Regions from separate parts of the Oryctolagus cuniculus genome. Here region 2 is linked to region 1. A link is a contact called in public Micro-C data. All regions are on one chromosome and are shown on one strand. The core of a region is the stretch at or near the end of the contact, and the rest is flanking DNA. Distances in the headings are between cores, read along the strand shown. Region 1 holds the start of RASSF8 (Ras association domain family member 8). Region 2 overlaps RASSF8 (Ras association domain family member 8).

What was found. Hi-C and Micro-C count contacts between places; a contact is called where the count stands out from the background.
Region 2: a contact with region 1 is called in a Micro-C map of ear pinna, with 2.8 times the contacts expected there. The contact joins the enhancer-like site here to the promoter of RASSF8 in region 1. A contact is called at or near these places in 3 of 6 Hi-C or Micro-C datasets (ear pinna, psoas muscle and an unstated tissue).

Annotation. Positions count from the first base shown.
Region 1 is chr9:123,210,133-123,213,913 of mOryCun1.1, forward strand. It overlaps RASSF8 (Ras association domain family member 8), which reads left to right and starts at 1,607. Exons shown (of 5, transcript XM_051850353.2): 1 at 1,607-1,745. It overlaps LOC138843660 (serine/arginine repetitive matrix protein 1-like), which reads right to left and starts at 3,712. Exons shown (of 8, transcript XM_070048360.1): 1 at 3,638-3,712; 2 at 3,296-3,424; 3 at 785-3,186. The coding sequence starts at 3,712. The coding sequence ends at 2,200.
Region 2 is chr9:123,257,709-123,261,489 of mOryCun1.1, forward strand. The region is part of intron 1 of RASSF8 (Ras association domain family member 8); the gene reads left to right. Among named protein-coding and RNA genes, the nearest start is that of RASSF8, 48 kb to the left of the region's middle. Within about 2 kb of position 1,828, at least 1 of the 8 cell types and tissues checked has an H3K27ac peak or open chromatin away from gene starts, as enhancers often do. A contact at or near this core is called in ear pinna, where this site is marked.

The DNA of each region.
Region 1 (3,781 bases), core at 357-2,856:
AGACTCTCTCTCTCTCTCTCTCTCTCTCTCTGCCTCTCCTCTCTCTGTGTAACTCTGACTTGCAAATAAATAAATAAATCTTTAAAAAAAAAAAAAAAACAATTAGAAACCAGGAGGAAGAGGTATGGGCGAATCCCATCAAGGGCCAGGGGTGTGATCCCAGGACGGCTATCAGGGATCCCAGATCCCAGCATAGGTGAGGGAGCGTCAAGCAAGCTGTGCACCGCTCACAACAGAACACACCAGAGAGGCTGGGGCAGGTGGTCTGTCCAGCCTCCACCGAAGCCAATTCCCAGACTTCGACAGCTGCCAGTGAGGTCCACCGTGCTGTGGAGTGGTCATCGGTGCCTGCAAGCGCTTCTCTGCGAGTGGGCGTGGCTAGCCAGGCATCATAAATTTACCCGGATTTAAATGCCGGTCACGCGGCAGATGGGTGCCTGCCTCCATCAACCCGTCCACCTCTGGCTGTGTGACGAAACCCAGGGATCAACAGAAACTCGATTAAGGCCCAGCTGCTCCTGGAGATCATACATCTTGGTCCGATAGCAGCCACAGTGCTGTCTGCCACCCACCGCCCCCCACACCCCCCCCCCCTGGGAGACCGTTCACCACAAGGGCTGCCCAGCCCAAGAAGGCAGTTCCAAGGAGGAACAGCCAGTCAGCACGGCCACAGGCCGCCAGGGGCCACAGCAAGATGGGGACCGAATTTTTCCATCCAATTGGGCAATCGGTGTGCAGTGGAGGGAAGAGTCGGCAAGGGAGTGAGAGGCCAGGACAGGCTCACCTGAGGGCTAAACAACTCCTTTGACAAGAGTCACCCGGGGTCAAAGGCCACCCCGTGGCCCACAGAGCCCCTTCGCGTGGCGTCGCCTTAGGGTGCACACTGGGGCCACAAAGCTCTCCTCTCCCCAGATCCGCCAAACGTGGATCCGCCAACATTCAGGTCTTACCAGCCCGCCCTCCCCGGCGCACCTGCGAGGTGGAGGAAATCAATGGGCTGTGGAATCAGGAAACGTCAAAAACCCAGAGAACCAAACCCAGGGTCAAAAAGAAAAAAAAAAAAATTAAAACAAAAACACACCCCAGGTCCTGAGGCGGACGCGCGCTGCAGTGAGCTGTGCAAGTCTGCCATCCGTGTCTGGGAGAAGAATCAGTGCCTGGAGAATTAAGGGGGCCGGGGCCGCGTCTCGCAGCTCCCCCACGCGCGGCACTCCCAACCCCAACCCCAACCCCAGCCGATTGAACGGCCGCTGCTGCGGCGGGCCGGCGGGCGCGCGGGCGTCCAAGCCCATACCCAAGGCTGCGAGCCGGCCAGCGGCAGCACGCGTCGCGTGCTGTCCCCAAAGCATGCAGCGGACTAGTGAAGCTGACGCACGGACCTGCGGGGCCACACTCAAGCACCGATTTCCGTCTGAAGCCAAGCCAAGCCCGGCCCGGCTCGTTCTAAACTTCTGTTACTCACAGCTGATTCATGCGTGTGCGTGCGTGTGTGTGTGTGTGTGTGTCCACCCCCGCCCGGCCTCTGTCACCGCCTGCTGCGCAGGGGGCCGCGCAATCACAGCCACTCGGCGTGCACCGCAGCGCAAACCCAGTCCGGGGCGGAGATGGAAGGGCGCGCGCCCTCGCTCTCGTTTCTTCTCCCTCGGCCGCGGAACGAGCCGCCGGCTTCCCGGGGAACCCGCAGAGGGCAGCTCGAGCGAGTCCCGGCCCCGGGCCGCCGCCGCGGAGGCTGGGCTCCGGCCACGGTCAGTGCAGCGCGCGCCCTCCCGCCACGTCCGCTCGGCCCCGGCGCAGGGGGCGCGCCGCCGTGGCCGGCCGAGCGCTGGCCCCCGGGGCCCTCGGAGCTCCCACAATGCAGCGCCGCGTCCCAGTTCCGTTACCGGCTCGCTCCCCGCGCCGCGGGCCCGCGAGACCCGCGGCGGCCGCGGCGACCCGAGCGCGGCCGAGGGGGGCGCCTCTCGCGCGCTCAGCCCGCGGCCCGGCCGAGGGGCGGAGCCGCCCGGCCCGGCCCGGCCTGGCCCGGCCCCCAGCCCGGCCCCCAGCCCGGAGGCACCGGCCGCGGGAGCGAGCCGCCCGCGCCTCGGCCGCCCGCGCTCCGTCCGGCTCCCCGCGCAGCGCCCGCCTCGCCGAGCCTCGCCGGCCGGTCCGCGGCGGCTCGGCCGCTGCCCGCGCGCTCGAGCCCCGGCGGCCGAGGCTCAGCTAGCGCCGGCCCGGCAGGACGCCTTCCGAGAGAGACACTGAGGGAGAGAGAGAGAGAGGACGCCGCGGAGCCGGGGCCTCCGGCCGGCGCGGAGCGCGCAGCCCGGGGACGGGCTCCGGGCGCCGCCGCCGCGTCCCCAGCGCCCGGGCCGGGCCCGCCGGGGGCCTGCGGGGGCGGCGCAGTTGCGAAACTGAGTGAGTATTAACTTTCTGCGGCGGCGGCGGCGGCGGCCGCGGCCCCGGGCAGCCTCCCTGCGAGCCTCGCCGGCCTCGGGGAGCCGCGGGGCGCCCGCGCCGCCCCCCAAGCCCCGCTCGGCGGTCACCTTTTGCCTGGCGTCGCCCGTGTGCGCCTCCTCCACAAGTGCGAGTCTCTGGTTGCTCGGCGCCTTCCTCTCGGTGTCCTTGGCAAGGGGACTTTGGAGGCCACTTTTGTTGCGAAGGGAAATGTCTGTCTGGCTTTTTTTTTTTTTTTTTCCTTTGCTCTGGGTGGAAATCCAGCTCGCTTGCGGGCTGGCGGCTTAGGGGGAGCTGCGTTCTCGGGCGGGATGGGGCGTGGAGGGTGTGGGGCTTGGATTGCGCCCCCACCCCCACCCCGGCGCCCCTGGGCAGGGGGAATCGGGAGGAGGGGACCCGGACTCGAGCTGGCTTTGTGGGCTGGAAACTTTGCTGGGGGGTCGCAGGCGGAGAGGTCGGCGCGAGTGAACTTTGCCGGCTGCGGGCGCGTGTGCGGCCTGGGTCGCCGGTCTCGGAGCGTGGCGCTGTTGGGTTGGCACGGTCGAGCCGCTTGGTGTTGCTACACCACCACGCTCCCGGCGTGAGCTGGCGTCCGGAGCCGTGCAGTCGCAGGATGGAGTTGCGGGTCCGTGTTGCCTCCCCCGCCCTGGAGGGACCTGGAGGGGAAATGGGTGCAGGGCACGCCTCGCAGTGCACTCGAACCTGTCGGCGTGGCCCCGTCCAGACCTCAAGGCTTGGCAGTAAAAAATTGCCCTAGCCTGGTGCGTGCGTTTTCCCGGCTCGGCCGTTCGCCGATGGACCGGCGGGGTCCCCGGGAGGCCTCGATGCCAACTACCGGATCTCTGCTGTGCCCGGGGCTAACCGCTCTCCCGTGTGTCGTCCGGGGAGTTGTGGTTTCGGTCTTGCATGCCTGGGTGTGCCGGGAGTTGAAATCTTGCTGCAAAGGGGTCGTCGGGGGCCGGGTGGGGCGGTAGTGAGCGCAGCCCGCGGGCTGCAGGGGAGGTGCGCGCCGAGCACAGGCGATCAGCAGGCAGGACCAGGACGCACGCCAGTGAGTGTGCGTGTGTGACTTTTATCACTTAGCAGGCATTGGCAATGGCACTTTTTGTGCACGGGCATGGGAAACTCGCCTCCCCAGCCGTGAGAATTCCACGTGACCTTTTCCTTCTTAAAGAGGAAGGCTGGTGTCCCCTGGAAGGATCACACCCAGCCGCATCATATTGGAGATGATTAAACCTTTGAGAACATCTCGCCTCCCGCTTCCGCTCCTCCTCCTCATGATCGCTGGGCGGCACTTCGCCCAACACGCACCATTAATCAGCTGTGATGCGTTAAGTTCTTTCCAGGT
Region 2 (3,781 bases), core at 578-3,077, 48 kb after region 1:
GGCTTGGCGTTGGCTCCACCCAGCTGTGGGATCTGGGGCAGGCTTTTGCAACTGCCCTGCGCTGTGACTTCCTCTCGGAAAATGCAGCACGCTGATCCCTCTGGAGTCTTGGACCGGTGCCCGGCACAGGGTGTGAACACTCACCGCCTGCCTGCCACGAGCTGCCAGGCCTTCAGGTGGGGGGAAGTGGGAAAACCAAGTGCCTGCGCTGCCCGAAGGTAACACCGCGGCTGCAGAGGGCCGTGTGGGTGTGGGCTGCGTGGACTGCGGTTGTGTGGCCTGGAAAACACATCACATCCCCAACATCTCGTGGCACTTAAGCGTAGCTGTGCTAACATAAATAGGTTATTTAGCATCGTGAGCATGGGATTCCTGGTTCCATGCAGGGGCTCCGACTGGCACGGAGATCCGTGCTGTCCAGGAGTTGTGTCAGAGTGATGTCTCTTTCCTTGGGACTCGGAGGCGGTGTGCTGTGCCCCATCTTTTGGTTCCATTCCTACCCCCAAACCTGTAGAATCAAAACAAGAGTGCATCTTTGAGAATCCAAAAGCAACTACGTTGAAAGGCAGAGCTGCACAGAGAGAGAGGGAAACATCTTCCATCCTCTGGTTCACTCCCTAAAAGGCTGCAACGGCCAGAGCTGGGCTGAACGAAATCCAGGAGCCAAGAGATTATTCCCACTCTCGTAGATGCAAGGGACCCAAGCAAGCACTTGGGCCATCTTCTGCTGTTTTCCCAGGTGCATTAGCAAGGAGCTGGATTGGAAGTGGAGCAGCCGGGGTGCACACTGGTACCCATATGGGATGCCAGCACTGGGGCGGTGGCTTTACCCGCTATGCCACAGCACCGGCCCCTAGACCCTTTTTTGACTCTTTGTGTTCACTGTTCCTTAGCCCTAACAAATTGAAGAATCATTATTCACGTTTTAGAGCCAAGGAAAACTAGTAACTTGTTTATAGTCCTACATCTACAGAGTGGTATTGGCAGGACTTGAACTGACCACTGCATTGCGTTCTTAACCAACATCTTCCGTACTAGGGATGGTAAAAGTGAGTCACGTGTTTGCTGTTTGCCTGTGCCGTGGCAGACATGACCAATTGATCACGGTGCGTGTCCTTGCTAAGCCTGATAATCCGTTTCAGCCAGAGTTGCTAGGCAAGAGTCAAAACATAGGCACCATCCTTGGCTGGCTGTCTCGTGATGAACTTTCTCCTAAATTTCATTGGGAAAACAATAAAAAAGATTAATTAGTGCTTTGTTTCATAGGAGGAAGAAACGCGTGTGTGTGACAGCTGAGTTTAACACAGGCACCTCCGAGTTTGGTAACATTGTAGCAGTCCCGGGGATGTAGAGTTTTTCAGGGCAAGCCTGAAAAATTACTGAGTCATCACGTGTGTTTAGCTGAAGATGGTTTCTCATCTGCATATTTGAAATAAACAAATTTTGGCAGTGCCAGAGGGTTGTTACAAGGAGAATTAGGTCTTTTTTTCTGTAGCCAGCAGGAACTGGCTGTGAAGTCATGGCATTCTAGGGATAGACTGAGATAGTAATCCTTTAAGACTTGACTGAAAACCCCATGTGATGGCATTCATTGTGGAAATAAAAACTCGTTCGAATTGGGAGTACCCTCTCTCTGCCTCCTTCCTCTCTTGATTCTGTTTCTTTTGAAATGTGCCAGCGTGGATATCGTTTGAAGACGGCATTTTTTAAAAATCCCATATATGGCCAGCGCGATGTCCCGGCCTCTCTGCAGATCCCTTGCTACGAGGGCTACTCTTGGCACAGGGATCGGGCGAAGGGGTCGAGGCAGCGCCAGCCGTACCCAGGCTCGTAAATCCTGGTCCCTGCCTGCTGCCTGGTGTGTGGATTTCTTACAGTACTCTCTCCACGGTTGTCCCCTGAAATCTGACACAGCACGGAGAAGCAGCAGATGACACACACTCATCGACAGGCCAGCCGGCCAGCAGAGAGCCCGAGGTGAGCTTTAGTCCCGGCTCTTGTGCGAGGCCCCGGAAAACTGCTTTTATCTTCCGTGTGTTATCTCTAAGGCCTGTAACCTTCTGCCTTAAGTTACACACTGCAGCTTGCAAAGAAATGGAGATTTTTTTCCCCCAGCTTATTTTTATAGTAATGTTGTTGAGGGAGGAACATAGAGCTTTGCTTTGGAAGAAATGCCGATTTAAGTGTGTTTTGGAAAAAATAAGTGAAATTAAGTGGGAGGGTGCATGAGTGCGTCCCTAGCTGCACTCCGCCTGTCCTCGGGGAGGCCGGCTCGCTCGCTCCCTGATGACGGTGGGCCTGGCTCTGCTTGCTTGAAATCAGGAGGCACTGCTTCCCTGCCCCCACCACAGACCCCACGGCTCTGACTAATGACGACTTCCAAGTGCCCGTGGCCGGCCGGGGCTTATAATTTGTTCCCAGATCACTGATTATCTTTATTTTCGTCCTGTATTTCATCTGTCTAGCGGTCATATTCCCCCAGATGGGAAGGTCAGGACCTCAGCGAAAGAGTTTGCTTAACTAGCGGCAGGCAGAGCCTCTGCTGGGGAGCATGGGAAATTCATTCATTTCGCGTTTGGTTTGCACTTTGAAAACCCTGGAGGTTGAGGGCTGTTGGCTCTCTGTTTTCTGTTTGTCTCGTTGCGTTTGGGTTGGGTTATCGGCCAGGTCTGCCTGGCCGGGAGCTCTTACCAGAGCTTACTTGGCGTTGTCACCAGAGAGTAGGTCCTTTAGCTTCTCCCTGGCCTCAGGTTTTCAAGAGCTCACTCCAGTAACCTTGGAGTGTCCCGTCCCATCCGGGTATTTCCTGGCAGTTAACTGATCTCATGTTCCATTGCAGAAAGTCGCAGTCTGGAGCCCTGGTCGGACAGGGCTCCTTCTTGCTGCTGGTCGTCCCTGTCAGGTCTGCGAGAAAGAGCGTTATCGGCTGCCAGGCGCTGCACGGGTGTACACTGAGTGGGCAGCTGGGCAGCCGTGCTAGGTCCTTACTGAGACAAAATACAAAAATGGGGGAAAATCATCCACAACCTCTATCCGAGCGTTCAGTTGCTGGGCAGGTTGTTTGCTGGCCCCTGTCCATGCCAGTCCAGATGATGTGTGGAGATGGCTTCTGTTTCTTCACATTGCGTGATGCTACGTGGTTTGTGTCCATCCTGTGGCGTGGAAGTTCATGTACAAGGACATCATTTTTCTGTACTTGCATTAACAAGACTGCATAGATAATGAAAATGCTGTCTGCAGCTCAGTGGTTGAGAACTGTCCTTTTTTCTTTTTTGGTTTCTAGCAGTTGGTAAAGGGACCCAACCCTTCGCTTCCTCTGCTGTGTTCATCCTACGTAGGTTTTTCTTTTTTCATGAAAGTATACGTTTTTGCTTCGTACTTTTAGATTTAGTATTTTCAGCTGGAATTGTTTTCTCTAGGTGAATATCTTTTAAATCTAGAAACTCTTCTGGTTTTTGATATTTTGGCTTTTCCTATGGGAATGAAAATCTATACAGCTATAAGTAAACTTCGTTAACCACAGAGATTTTCCGGGTTCTTTCTCTTTTTATTAATTCAGTCCTGTTGGTTGCTGGTAGGGATGTTTATCGTAAGGTGCACATTGAGCAGTTTGAAGACAGATTTCCACCACGCATCCATTGCATATGCCTGTGCATCGGATTAGGGCCTGTCCAGGGGAGAAACCACGTGGCAGTTGGGACAGGGAGTATCTAGTATAAAAGTCTGTACCTGTGACAGGCGATGGAGAGTTAGAGATAGGTAGGTAAGAGGGGAAGAGTGC